2 separate regions of the Mus musculus genome follow, and region 2 is linked to region 1. A link is a contact called in public HiChIP or PLAC-seq data. All regions are on one chromosome and are shown on one strand. The core of a region is the stretch at or near the end of the contact, and the rest is flanking DNA. Distances in the headings are between cores, read along the strand shown. Region 1 overlaps Skap1 (src family associated phosphoprotein 1). Region 2 overlaps Copz2 (coatomer protein complex, subunit zeta 2).

The links. HiChIP or PLAC-seq counts read pairs in DNA pulled down with a chosen protein or histone mark.
Region 2: an H3K4me3 HiChIP or PLAC-seq map of stem cell-derived neural progenitor cells shows a contact between it and region 1, with 36 read pairs. The contact joins two enhancer-like sites. A contact is called at or near these places in 1 of 39 promoter capture datasets (embryonic stem cells), 3 of 15 datasets of contacts at CTCF or cohesin (the NIH/3T3 cell line, embryonic stem cells and large pre-B cells), 5 of 484 Hi-C or Micro-C datasets (the HPC-7 cell line and embryonic stem cells), 5 of 115 datasets of contacts at active chromatin or transcription factors (embryonic stem cells and stem cell-derived neural progenitor cells) and 4 of 9 other capture datasets (adipose tissue, embryonic stem cells, liver and 1 more).

The regions. Positions count from the first base shown.
Region 1 is chr11:96,710,411-96,717,626 of GRCm38.p6, forward strand. It overlaps Skap1 (src family associated phosphoprotein 1), which reads left to right. Exons shown (of 12, transcript NM_001177899.1): 8 at 450-513; 9 at 2,607-2,792. Among named protein-coding and RNA genes, the nearest start is that of Snx11, 64 kb to the right of the region's middle. Within about 2 kb of position 3,036, at least 21 of the 459 cell types and tissues checked have an H3K27ac peak or open chromatin away from gene starts, as enhancers often do. A contact at or near this core is called in stem cell-derived neural progenitor cells, where this site is marked.
Region 2 is chr11:96,858,609-96,865,824 of GRCm38.p6, forward strand. It overlaps Copz2 (coatomer protein complex, subunit zeta 2), which reads left to right. Exons shown (of 9, transcript NM_019877.2): 9 at 2,255-2,595. The coding sequence ends at 2,302. Gm11523 (a long non-coding RNA gene) reads right to left here. Exons shown (of 4, transcript XR_880183.2): 3 at 5,225-5,497; 4 at 3,834-4,963. Among named protein-coding and RNA genes, the nearest start is that of Mir152, 12 kb to the left of the region's middle. Within about 2 kb of position 3,488, at least 187 of the 459 cell types and tissues checked have an H3K27ac peak or open chromatin away from gene starts, as enhancers often do. A contact at or near this core is called in stem cell-derived neural progenitor cells, where this site is marked.

The DNA of each region.
Region 1 (7,216 bases), core at 1,786-4,285:
GCGCTACCACGCCCAGCTAAAATCTTTAAAAAAGAAAAGAAAAACAAATCTCCCTGCTGCCAAAGACCTCTCCCTTGTAGTATTCTAGTCTCACATCTATGGCACTTTGCTTCTCTTTCTATAAACTTTTCCCCAACAAATCCATGATAAAGACGTAATCGAGTGAGTGGGTATACATGGACATCAACATCTCGACTTAAAGAGCTGTTCTCTCTGGTGTGTGAAATTGCTGAAGGCACAGCGCGGCTGTGTGAGGTGTCTTGGTGGTTTTGTTTGTTTGTTTGTTTTCTGAATGATAAGAAAACAGAGAACTCTGAGCACCGAGCTCAATTCTGAAACTCAGAAACTCGGAGCCTCTTATTCTGATACTCAGGTTCCTTTGAGTCTATCTAGCAGGAGTCGTGAGCACTTTTTGTGATGGATACATTGATCCTCTTGTTTTTCTCTAGTTTACAGCTTCTAGTCCAGCTGAAGCCAGAGACTGGGTGGATCAAATAAGTTTCTTGTTAAAAGGTAAGAGGCACCACTTCAAAACTACATGCTATGGGAGTGGGCTGGCAGGTGAAGTTGTATTTTGAGAGTTTAAGCTAAAAGTTTCTCTAAGTGTTTTTTTCCTGGCTCTCTTACCTACCCTACGTGGCCTTTAAATATAACAACAAATAGTATCCTGTAAGAATGGGAAGAAAAGGCGTCAGGTCACCTCTGATGTCATAGCTCACCCACTGACACCATGTAGACAAGCCACTAATCGTCATTTGGGAAAGATTCAGAAAGCTGCTTAGCTAAGTGTCCTCTCCCCACTTCACCCCTTTTATCTGCAAAGGTAATCCTGCATAGTAATCGTCATGTCATTGAGATCCAAGTCCTTCCTCTCCTGTTTTCCCTTTCTGTTAAAAAGTTGAGTTTTAAACTCATCTAGGTGGCTGTCAGGGACACTGGACATTAAAAATAAATGGTCGTTTCCCAAGCCACAATAAAATGTACCTTGCCTTGGGAATGGCAAGAGCCCTGCCTGAAGAGGTTAAAGGCTGTTCTTAGAGTACCCTCTGCTGGCCAGCCAGAAGGCCTGGTGCAGCAGCCACAATGGCCCAGGAAGCCTTCCCCTGAGAGTGACCAAACAGGTAGATTTGGCCTAAGAGGACCTTCATACACCATCATACGAGCCTCAGTAAGATGCAAGAACACCAACTCCGTACGTGGCCCATGTCTCAAGGAGAAACACAATCCACCTAAAAACACCAAGCTTTCTCATCACGGTTTATTATTCTGCCGTAAGATTTTATGGTGGATAAAAAAGAAGAAAGCGCCCCAGCCTTAATTACAAGAATTGCCTCTTTTCCTCAGTTATACCTCTGCTATCACAAAAACAAACTACTGCGTGCACCAGCAGCATCCCATATAATAGGCTGGAGCTAGGCAGACACGGGCGTTGATGGTGAGGCTACAGGGTACACTCTCATCTAGGTGCCTAGGATTTATGCGTGTAATATACCCCTAAGTGTATAAACCTCAATAAAACTCAAAGCAGCTTTATTGAGCTGTACCCTGTGGTACTTTCAGAATCTCACATTGAAGAAATTATTCATTCCATTTTATTTTAAAACAAACAAAATAATAACATATGGTTTCAGCCGCAAATGTGCCTTTGATCCTTTCCTCCTATGAAGTCGCCGGAATTCAGATGAAATTTGTTGGGAAATCTTTATTAAAAGCCTAATCAAGCCAAGCAGTTTTATTGTGCTTCGAAATGAACCGTTCCTGTCTCTCCATCCTTCCTGTCCCCAGAGTATGCTCAGTGTGCTCGCTGGGTCCTGCAGCGGCCCCTCGGTGGTGGGGTGGGGGTGGGGGTGGGGGTTCCGGGAGCACACTGAAGGCAGAGAACAAGCTTCCCATCCCCCTATCAGAATTGAAACCAATCTTTCTCCCCGCCCTGGTGCTCACCAGTGCGGTAATGGCTGAACACCCCCTCCTCAGTGACCCACTTTGAGGTCATCCAGGCCGCAAAAGGACATGGTAACTGTGCTGTTTGGCCATTCCGTCTGGTCACACCACGGTTGTGTTTTCCCGTGCCCCCATTTCTTTTCTTCTGCTGCTTTTCCTCATTTGTTTTTCTTCCCTCTCCACGAACAAATTTGTCTGAATTCCACAGTGAGACCACCGGGAAATGAACGTCTGAGAGCTCAGACTCCGCCATATTGCCTGGGCTCTGTCACCCTGGCCAACTTGGAGCCATCGCTCACCGATCCGGTTTTCTGCTTGGCGAGCAGAGCATAGGACACAGGCAATGCCTCGCCTGGCCTATTTTCTTCCTTTCACCTTGCGTTTCCGTTCCCATACCCATACTTTTCTGGGCTGCTTCATCCTGACCACGTTTTATTGCCAGGGAGGATTTATGTTGGTGGGTTAAACCTGATGCAGTGACGGGCTGGCCTTTTCTGTAGATTTCCTGCCACTGAGGCCCGCATTAGAAATAACAGCCCTTAACCTAGTGTTTCATTTTCTCCTGACATGTTTTATTCTCATCCCTCCTCCTCTCTCACCTCCTCCTTTCCTATACTTCTTTTTTTTTCTATCTTTATTCATTCTTATCTTTGCTCCCGCTGCAGATCTTAGCTCCTTAACCATTCCCTTCGAAGAGGAGGAGGAGGAAGAGGAGGAAGAAGAGAAAGAAGAGGAAGAAATGTACAATGACGTCGATGGCTTTGACTCCCCAAGGTCTGGCTCCCAGTGCAGAGCCATGGCCTTGCCTGAGCCTACTGAGAAAGAGGAGGACATTTATGAAGTCCTACCAGGTAAGATACATCACCGGCTAACTACCCACCTCCTGCTGCTCAGAAAAACAACAACAAAAACAAAAAACTCTTGACATGCGAAAGAACGAAACAGCCCCCAAAGTTATCCCTATTCAAGGTTCACTGTCTGAAGGAGATGGTGTAAAAAGCCCGGTGACTCTGCCTTGTTCTGGGAACAAGATGAAATCCTCTTTCAGCGGTACCACGTGACGTGACGTCACTTGTTCTTGAGCCATGAAGGTTAAAGGCTAGAGACCACTCCCTCTGTTTCTCATTGGCTAGCTGTGAGTTTGGGGGTGCGTTCTCATAACTCTCTAGCCCTGGCTTACTTTCTGTAGAATCTGGAGAAGGATAAAGCATTGTCTCAAAGGTACGGAGGATTTCCAAAGTCTGGATTGTGCAGATGCCAACAATGGTCTTGATACAGTAAAACTCTGATAGAACACACCTCATCATCGCCCAGAGTCAAATCTCATCTCCTCAGAGTAAGCCTACCCTGCCTCGCCTCTCCCCGTGCTGGGGCCGGTTGACTCTGGAGCCCTCCCCTTCACAAGGCAGGCTCACTAGCATCTCAGAAAACGCACAGTCATCACTGTTCCCGCAGAGCCACTTCTGGTGGGAATCCAGCAGCTGGTGAACAGTACAGAACACAGTGGGGGTCAGACTGGAAAGCCGGAGCCTGAGCCTTTTAATTGTGAGGTATTTAGACAATGGGAAAGCTGAATCTTCAAGTCCATTCAGGAAGCGCTCCTGTGGAAATTTGCCAGGAGTTTAGTACTCTGCTAAGAAATTCAAATTAAGCCAAAATTTATAGCAATTTAAGCCTGCATCCCAGATGAACCTGGAAACTAAGGTGAACCCAACACTTAGGCCCCAGAAGACAGGGCCCCTTGCTAAAAGCATTATCAGTAAATAATTGCATCTCAAGGCTTCCTAAGAGGAGGACCCAGCCTTCTTAAGTAGGTATTCCCTATTTGTCTCTTGCCTGAGAGACAAGCGACGTCATTGCTCTCTGAGTCAAGTTGCAAGTCTGTGTGTCCTCAAAGCCCCACCAAGAAGTGTTCAATCCTCCTCAGTCCTCCAGCCTCTGCCAGACTCCACTTCCCCTGGCGGCGGCGGCGGTGGTGGTGGTTGTTGTTGTTGTTGTTGTTGTTGTGTTTTATTATGCAAATGATATCTTGGTTGAGGTCGAGCCATTTCTTGTGTCTGAAGTTAAAAAAAAAATGATAATTTCCTCAGCAAGTCATCGTCGTTAATGAAGTTTTACAAAAACAGATACAACCAAAGGAAAATAAAATTTCACAGGTGATAAATTTTTCCAATTTCCCTGGCAGAATTCGATAGGATTGTTAAATTAAGAGTGAAGGTGTCTGTTAGGAAGCAACGAGCGGTGATGGGTAATTTTATAGAGTGGAAAATTGAATCAAATTGCTACATTAAAACAGAGCTCCTCCGAGAATCTTCCTCCACAGCCTGTGCCATTGCAACAGCAGGGTGCAGAAAGCGATCTAATTCACCACACTCCCTAAAAGGAGATGCTCTCCCCAGCTTGGCCAGGATCTTCCTAGAGAGCTCACGCCAGCCCAGGTTCGGGGAAAGAGCCGGATGAGGCTTCACCTGAGGTTCCAACGATCTCCAAGCCACTCTGCCTTCTGGGCTGCAGAGAAAAGCTATGTGATGCCCAAAGAAGCCAGGGAGGATGAAACTGATGCTGGGGGGGGGGGGGGGAGTGAAGGAGAGAGACCGCAGGAAACAGGATGGGATTCCTTACTCTGGGTCAGAAGGAAGGACTGTACCACCAGCTTCTGAGTGACCAAGTTCATCCTGCCTCCTAAACACTGCTGACAAACAAGCTGAGGTCCCTAAAATGCCTCCAAACCTCCCACTGCTTATATACAAGAGTGGAGCCGGGGGCTGGTGAGATGGCTCAGTGGGTAAGAGCACCCGACTGTTCTTCCGAAGGTCCGGAGTTCAAATCCCAGCAACCACATGGTGGCTCACAACCATCCGTAACGAGATCTGGTGCCCTCTTCTGGAGTGTCTGAAGACAGCTACAGTGTATTTACATATAATAAATAAATAAATCTTAAAAAAAAAAAAAGGAAAAAAAAAAAAAAAAAAAAAAAAGAGTGGAGCCAACGGCATGGAGCTTAGTCAGCCTCCTCAAGCAGCCACTAACCCTGTGCCCACAACTCCAGTCCACGGAAATTGAGGGAACCACACTATAGAAAAGGTGGGATCTCTTTCTGCAGGTTAGAAGGACAGCAGCTACCTTGCCTGTGCATCCAATGAACAGAAGCCACTATACACCACAGTTCTTACAGACAGCATGGGGTGGGGAGGTATATAGTCATTTAATTATCATGTGATTATTTCAGCCACATGTCTCCATCATCCAAGCTCTCTATCACCCCACCATTGGTGCTTCTGAAATTGCTCTGTGCGTTCTGCCTATGCCACACCACAGTCCTAAAGAAATGGAGAAAGAACGTGAGGGGGTCCAGCCTCATCTCCCCACCCGGGAGCTCCCCTCCCCGCCCCCACAAGGCCCTGGCATGCCAGCCACTATCTACTGAAAAATAGCATGTGAGGGACAACTAGATACAACAGGCACAGAGCTGGCTGTAACTCGGAATGGATCTACACTGCCACCTGCTCACTGTGAGAACTGGAGCAAACTCCTTGCCCTGTCTAATTGTCCACTTGTAAGATGCGCAAAGTGATGACGTAACTTCCTAGAGGGACTTGAGGAGGAACCAGAGAGTGATGTGTGTGCACTTAGCAGGGAGCCCTCTGGCAAAGAAACACTCCACACGTGACAATAGTGTAGACCTGGTGCCATTTAATAGGAAATATTACTTCCTCATCAAAGAGTTGGGGGATGGCTAGGTCCCACCCTCACCAGCCAGACCCAAGACAGTCCAGTAAGGCACTTGCGGTTGATTATGTGTGTGAAGCAGATGTGAACCCAAAAATCCTGAACAGATGGACTGTGGAGAACACCTTCTGCTCCTGCCCTTTTATTTATTTATTTATTTTCTAATCAAGAGGCCAGGTGCTGGATGAAGGGACAGCCAATAGTAACACTGGAGTGTACAAGCACTGCACACTCACCAATAGTCACATGGCACTCAGATCTCTAGTGTCCATTTCATTATAGCAGGTGAACATGCTTTGTGAAGGATGTTTAGTGTAGGCAGGCATGCTGGTCCTGCTCTGGGTGGGGCCTATGGGAGTCCTCACTGTGCCTATGGGGAAAGCCGTGTAAATGCAGCTTCCTTTCCCGAGTGCAATAGAAAACTGAAAAGAATATGCAAAGTATACCAAGTCAATACAAAAAAAGTCTTCCTAACCAAAATAATATATGGGCCATCAAATTAAATGTGTGACATCACATTAGTCATGAGGTAATTAGCATTTACTCTATGGCTAGCGCTCTTGTCCCCAAGAGGGAAACCAGAGCACTCAAGGTTTTCAGCCAGACCACAGAAAAAAATGTTAGTCCGGGCTGGAGAGATGGCTCAGCAGTTAAGGACACTGGCTGCTCTTCTAGAGTTCCTGAGTTCAATTCCCTGTACCCACAGAGTGGCTCATAACTGTCTACCACAGAATCTGATGCCCTCTTCTGGTGTAGAGACATACTTGTAGACAAAGCACCCATATACATAAAATATATAAATAGAGAGGGATTGGGGGGGGGGGGGGCTGGAGAGATGGCTCAGAGGTTAAGAGCACTGACTGCTCTTCCAGAGGTCCTGAGTTCAGTTCTCAGCAGCCATGTGGTCGCTCATAACCATTTATAGATGAGATCTGGGGCCTTCTTCTGGCCTGCAGACACACATGCAGGCAGAATGTTGTGTACATAATAAATAAATAAATCTTTTTTTAAAAAAAAAGTTAGTCGTAGAAAATATGGTTTATATTCACTAGGATTCTGAGATTCTTGTTGAGAATATAGGGACCCTTGAGTTTTAGGATTTCATCTGTAGTAGATTAAACTTCAGAGAATGGCCTAAATGCAGTATGAAAGCCAGATGTTAAAATAGAAGGCTTTGGAGCTGGAGAGGTGGCTCAGTGGTTAAGAGCACTTGCTGCTCTTCCATAGGACCAGGGTTCAGTTCTAAGCACCCACATTGAACAGCTCACAACTCCAGCTCCAGAGGGCTTGATACCCTCTTCTGGCCACCTTAGGAACCTGTACATGCTATACACGTGATACACACACACACATACATATATATACACATACACGCACACACATAAAAATTAAAATAAATCTTTTAGAAAACATTTTTCTAAAAATTTTCACATCTTCTTTGAAGTGACGTTAATCTGCAGATGAGCGCAATCCCAGATTCAAAATTCCATATAAGGGCATTTTTTAATCTGATCCTGCATTATCTGGGCCCTCAAAGCTAGAAGCC
Region 2 (7,216 bases), core at 2,238-4,737, 150 kb after region 1:
GGTGTACAGGAGGATTAATAGTTCAAAGTCATAACAAGTTTGAAGCCAGAGTGATCTACATGAGAGCTTGTCTTAAAGCAACAGTAATAAGCGGTCCATTGAGATGTCTCAGCAAGTAGAGGCACCTGCCTCCGAGCCTGATGGGCTGAGTCTGACCGAGATAAGAGAGCTGACCCCCTAAAAGTGTTTGCTGACCTCCACATAAACACACAAAAGTAAATACATGAAATACATATTAAACATTATTTTTTTTAAAATATTCATTTATTTTATTTATATGAGTACACTGAAGCTGTCTTCAGACACACCAGAAGCATCAGATCCTATTACAGATGGTTGTGAGCCGCCATGTGGTTGCTGGGAATTGAACTCAGGACCTCTGGAAGAGCAGCCAGTGCTCTTAACCACTGAGCCACCTCTCCAGCCCCATATTAAACATTCTATAAGGGGAGTGTTGATGAGCAGAGAAGAGAAGAACAGCTGGGGAGGGCTAACTGCATGGCTCAGTGGTTACGAGCACTCACTGCTCTTGCAGAGGACCCGGGTTCAATTCCAAGCATACACATGGTGGCTCACAACCATTTGTAACACTAGTTCTAGGGAATACTGGTGTCTTCTGCAGGCACCAGGCACACATGTGGTAAGCAGACATACAGACAGACAAAACACCTATGCACATACAAAGTTAAAAGAGAAGAATACAAGCCGGGCGGGGTGGCGCACGCCTTTAATCCCAGCACTCGGGAGGCAGAGGCAGGCGGATTTCTGAGTTCTAGGCCAGCCTGGTCTACAGAGTGAGTTCCAGGACAGCCAGGGCTACACAGAAACCCTGTCTCGGGAAAAAGAGAGAGAGAGAGAGAGAGAGAGAGAGAGAGAGAGAGAGAGAGAGAGAGAGAGAGAGAACACAGCTGGAATGGGAGGCGAAGCCCTGGGTGTGGCTCCAGGCACTTCACCGCATGGTGGGGCAGTGCATGCTCCTGATGCAGCGCTTCCAGTTTGGAGGCTGGGGCATCAAAGAACGAGACTGTTTCAAAACCAAACACAAGCCAGACAGTGGTAGAACACTTTAATTCCAGCACTCGAGAGGCAGAGGCAGGTGAATTTCTAAGTTCGAGGCCAGCCTGGGCTACAGAGCGAGTTCCAGGACAGCCAAGGCTACACAGAGAAACCCTGTCTCGAAAAACCAAAACCAAAACCAAAACAAAACCAAACCACTACTGCTACTCCCACCCCCTAGTATTCATTTGAGTCATCCTAAGCTTTTACTTTGCCAACAAAAACTGAATGGCAAGTTACTCAGCACCTCTAGGGCTCTAGAATAGAATTTACCTGGTAGAGTTATATTAATTACATGATTGGCCATGCTGCCAAACCTGGAAAATTAAGTTGTACATCCTCAGGAAACAATTCCTCTCTTTCTAAATGAGCAAGCAACAAATAAAGACTGGTAGGGCCTTGTTATGTAGCCCAGGCTGGCCTTGAAGCCCTTATCTCTCCTGCCTCATATTCCCAGGGCCTGAAATTATAGGCACCACACATGAGGATTAGTGGAAATCTTAAAGAAACACAAAAGTTATAGGGACACAAAATGAAACGTGGAGAGAGAGAGGTTCCTTAGCAGAGATTCAAGAACTTCACTGTCCCCAGCAAAGAGGGAGATTCCAAGAGAGGAGGACATACACAGTGCGGGGTGGACATTTTGGAGGAGGCTTTATGCCCAGAGAGACAGTCTGAGTATCCCGAGTCCCCCCTCATGTGTTGGCATCACGTGTGCACATTGGCACAGATACGGGCACACACTGGACTGAGATGTTTTTTCTTGGTAGTAGGAGCACACACACATACACACACCTGACAGCTTTGTCACATCAGCAAATGGGATGGGGTGCTGAGAACACACCCCATCAAAACCAGCATCACAAGTTTATTACGGTGTCAAGTGTCTGAGCACAGGCGTGGTTGAGCCTGGGCCCAGTCTCTGCCTGCCTGATGGCGCGGTGAGGAGGCACTATTACTGTGGCCTGATATGGCTTAGGGGAGGCAGGGGCTACCGCCTCACCCACAGTTGGACAGGCTTGGGAGGCAGCCAGCTGGGTTGCAGCCCTCTGGACCTGCCCTAGCCTCCAAAACCTCATCTCATTAAAGAAGAGGCAAGCTGCTGCCATCTAGTGGCCAGGGCTGGAGAGGCGCCCTTGTCGACCTCCAATCACTGACATTCTCAAATATTTCTCCCAACCTCCTACTCTCACTTCAGGTTCTTCAGTCAGCCAAGGAACAGATTAAATGGTCGCTATTGAAATGAAGACCTTGGAATCAAGGCTCCTTCCCCAGAGAACTTTTGCCAGTCCCCGCGTAAGCCCCAAGATCTCAAGACGCAAGAGAGACCACTCTGCCTTCTCAGGCCTCTCTCAGAACTGATCCCTGAGGTCTCCTGCCAGGGATTCTGAGACGCAAAAGCTTGACCCCAGCTCCCTCACCCCTACTCAGCATCCTAACCTGGCCTTGGGGCCATGGGAACCAGCAAAGTTGCCTCCCCTCGGACCTCTGACATCCTCAGTCCTAGGCCTTAATAAACTTACATTTTTCCCCCCCAAAGACCTCCTTTCTTGACTTTGAAGTGTGTGTGTGTGTGTGTGTGTGTGTGTGTGTGTGTGTGGTGTACGTGCGCGTGTACACTACACCTGTGAATGAGGTCAGAGTGGGTCAAGGGAAAGGGTTGTGTTTAACACGAGGGGTGCAACACTGATACCCTGGTGTTGCATGAGTAGTTGAGCGGTTAAACACGACGGTGTGGCATGGTAAGAGTCATAGTAACAGGAATAATATTCTTCCAGGAAAAGGAGAGTGAAGATGGCTTCTCCATTTTGTCTGTGCAGTACCCACAGGGAGGCTCCGCTAGGGATTCCTTGAGTCGTTTTTTCCATTCTAGGCTCCAGAAAGGAAGGGAGTCAGGCTTACTCTGACAAACCCAGGAACTGTTTGGCTATTTTTCTTGGCGCGCCTGGGACCGCGGAATTCTTATCTTGGCATAGATCCTGGGCAGTAGAGCTCTATAATTTGCTGTCTCTATCTGGGGGCGAGAAGGCACCGAGTGGTGGCCACTGCGCGTGTGTGTAGAGCATCCGTGTACCTACGAGGAGGCGAAGGACGGGGGTCGGGGGAGGGACGGACAGGGGTGTCTAGAGAGGCGACAGACGGAAGGAGATTCACGGCGACACATCTCAAGGATGGAGATGAATAAACTTTCTGAGCATCCCGAACCCCCTTCCTACCCTAGTCCCAATCTCTGAACTTTCTCTCGGTTTTTCCTGTGACCCATACGCTTTCGGCGTCTCCACGCCGCGGACTCTTCTTTGGCAGCGTGGGGTGTCATCTTCTTGGATCCCTGGAGGTTTTCAGCGGCTCCCACGCTCCGCCCCGGCCCCGCCTCTCACAGGAGCATCGCGCAGCAGGAAGCTCCGCCCCCTCACCACATCCGTGGTCCTAGAGCGCCACCTGGAGGTACTACGGGCACACCTCAGGGTCCTGGGCCTCGATAACTCCGCCCCTGAGGTGGAACCGACCCTCCTCCCGGTGTTTCTCACTGATCTCTGACACCAGAGCCAGTGCGTTGCCCTGGCAACCATCACGCGTGACTTCCCGCGACTTCTCTCCCAACGCAGAGCTTTTTGGCAGCCGCCGTAATAAAAATAGTGGTGAGCCTTGGATCTTAATAAAAGCCTGTCCCGGTGGTTGTCATTTCCAGGCCGTGAGTGTGGGAGATCAGCCTAGGTTGCGTGAGACACTATCTCAAAACAAAACAAAACAAAACAAAACAAAACAGATATTTATACTGAATTTGACTACGTCTGTAATTAGAGAACTCTACGAAGATACGGGGATGATTATCTACTCATTGTAAACGCTTACTATAGTGTCTTTCTAGAGTCGCTGTGCACACAGCCCAGAGTTGCAAAAAGGCAATCCTGAGAGAGGGGGAAGGTGGCACAATAAAATTGTGCAGTTCAGGGGCCAGTGTGGTGACGGAAAAGACATTCTTTGGATTATTTCTCAAATATTCAGCCACCCGTAGCACTTGGCTCCACCATGGATGGAGCCAAGGCCCGGAGGAGTAAACTGCCTCCTGGCAACCCGGCCTGACCTGACTTGGTCCTGCAATTTCAGTTGTGCGAGGACGGGAATGGGAAGCATCAGGCAGAAGCTAGGAGCTCCAGGAAGGCTGGCTCACACAACTCTCTGAACTACACGATACTGTCCACATTCTATTAAGGGATACACCGAGACCCTGAAAGTTTCGAATATACAAGTATATCGCAGCTTCCGCTCGATAGGGGATAGAAAACTCCTCATTATACTACAATATCTGAATTCCTTACTCGCACTTGGTCCTCACAGGGTGTGGAACACACAAGCCTATAATCTCGTCTCTTGAGAGGTGGAGGCTGGAGAATCAGAAGTTGAAAGTCATTTTCTAACTATTTACTGTGTTTGAGACCAGCCTAGGCTACAGATGGTTAAAGGTAACAAGAAAGTGTTCCTTGACTTGCTATGGCTAAAGGCTACTACCCTGATCCCATAGGGAGGGATTAGCAAAGCAGCGACTGGGGGGTTGCGTTGAGCTGAGCTCCCATAGTGGTGATGACCCCAAGTCTGCAGGTCCAGTCTTCTGGCTATTGCGTCTCCCTGCCCCCCTCGCTTTCTGCATCCAGGTGGAGCCGCCTAGACAGCAGGCCTGGCTGACAGCCCGGAGCCCTGGCCGCTGCACCAGCTTTTCCGAGATGAGAGCCTCATCATCGTGGCCACTGGCCGGAGCCTGAGGGATTTCGGGAAGGGCGTCCGCAGTTCTGAGCCAGGGCTTGCCTTCCCGAGTCTGCCCACCCCTGGCATCCTTCCTTGTCTTGCCCATCGCACCCAGCAGCTTCGAAGAGTGTGCGGGAAAGGATCCTTAGGGCCACTCTTTTCCCTGCAACAGAGTAAGAACCGGATCAGAAATCAAGACCTCAGGAATGTGGGCTCACCCAGCCCGAGGGCACAGGAGGAAATACAAACTCAAGAACTTGTTAACTTATTACAGGGACGTGCCAGACACAACACACACCACACACACACACACACACACACACACACACACACACACACACACACACACACACAGAGGCACGCTCCTCCTGCTTTCCTCCAATTGGCTGGCAAGAAAGGCAGGGCATGTGGGATTGGTTCTCACCCCGACACTGATGGATGGCTCCCTGTGACTGGATCATTGTCGGCTGTCAGGAGGAGTGGGAGGCGACACCCGTGCTCTTCTCAGGGCCTCAAACATTGGTAGAGCCAGCCAGGCCTGGAGAGAGAAATGGGCAGAGCAGCCTGCCCAAAGGTCCGAGTTTCTTTGCCCTCAACCTCTTTGAAACACACTGTGAAGCGATGTGCTTTCTGGAGGCTGAGACAGGAAGAGAGCCACGAATTTGATGCTATTCTGGACTACATAGCAAAACAGCGCCTGTCTCAAAATAAGTAAAGCAGAAACTGTTATTAGATTATGGGGAGGAATTAGTTCTGAGCTCTTAGTACAGTAGAGCTCTTTAATGGGAACCCTGGCGAGGGGAATAATTTGCTGTGCACAACTCAGCTTCACTTTCCTCCCAACCTGGGTCAGTGTATTCACATATTTAGGTGTCTGCGATGAGCCAGGCACAGAGAGGAACTAGGGACAGCAGTGGGGTTGGCGTGGAGAGGCCATAGAAGGGATTAGATTTAAGGCATATGTCCAGGTATACGCAGCTTTAAAAATCAGCTCTCAAGCTGGAGAGATGGCTCAGCTGTTAAGAGAACTGGCTGCTCTTCTGAAGGTCCTGAGCTCAATTCCCAGCAATCACGGGGTGGCTCACGACCATATATATATATTCTATATATAGATATATAACAGGATACGATGTCCTCTTCTGTTATGCAGCCACATTCAAAGAGCACTCATATACATACATAAATAAGTCTTTTTTAAAAATTCAAACCTTCTTCTGAGTATGATGGGAATTCAGGTTTAAAGCACAAGATGTGTGTGGTTGGTTTGTGGGGGGTGTTTGGTTTTGTTGTTGTTTTGGTTTTGGTTTTTCTGTTTTTTTGTTTTGGTTTTGGTTTTTTTGGTTTTTTGAGACAGGATTTCTCTGTGTATCCCTGGCTGTCCTGGAACTCACTCTGTAGACCAGGCTGGCCTCGAACTCAGAAATCCTCCTTCCTCTGCCTCCCAAGTGCTGGGATTAAAGGCATGCACCACCATGCCAGGCTGTGTGTTCTTTTTAGTAAGTATTTTCAACAAAAAAGTTGAACAAGTGGTTGCCAAATTATATTCTCCCATCACTTGAATGGTCCTGTTCTAGTTTCCAATCTCTCCTTCATCTTAGATGAGAACCTAAGGAGGCAAGACTGGTGGTGAGGGGGTAGACCTTAGACATGCAGGTGAGCGTGCCCCCCCCCCCCCGCACAGGCTGTTCGGTGGGGAAAAAAATATATTGGTCATAATACTAACTTTAAAATTCTTGCTGGGCGGTGGTGGCGTATGCCTTTAATCCCAGCACTGGGGAGGCAGAGGCAGGCGGATTTCTGAGTTCGAGGCCAGCCTGGTCTACAGAGTGAGTTCCAGGACAGCCAGGGCTACACAGAGAAACCCTGTCTTGAAAAACCAAAAAAATAAAAATAAAAAAATAAAATTCTTTTGGCCCTAGTAGGGAGCTGGAGAGATAGCTCAGTACTCATTCCCAGCAACCACATGGTGACTCACAACCATCTGTAATGGGGTCCAATGCCCTCTTCTGGGGTGCATACAAATATGCACTCTAAATAAATAAATAAATAAATAAATCTTTTTAAAAAGCATTGGGGGGGGGGCAGGCTTGGTGCCACATGTCTGTAGTCCCAGCACCCAGGAGGCAGAGGCATGTAGATCTCTATTAGTTTGAGGCCAACCTGGTCTACCAAGCCAGTCTAGGACAGCCAGGGCTACACAGAGAAACCTGTCCTGAAAAACAAACAAACAAGCAAATCTTTCAGAATGAATTTTTCCAACAGACATTTACTAACTGGCTATTCTGAGCTGGGCACTTTTACTGAATGCCAATGGGAGCTTCTTCATTTTTATTCATTAATGTCATTATTGTTGTTTTTGTTTTGTTTTTTTTCCAAGAAGAACAGGATGAACTGAAGACTCTCAAACAGTTAAAGG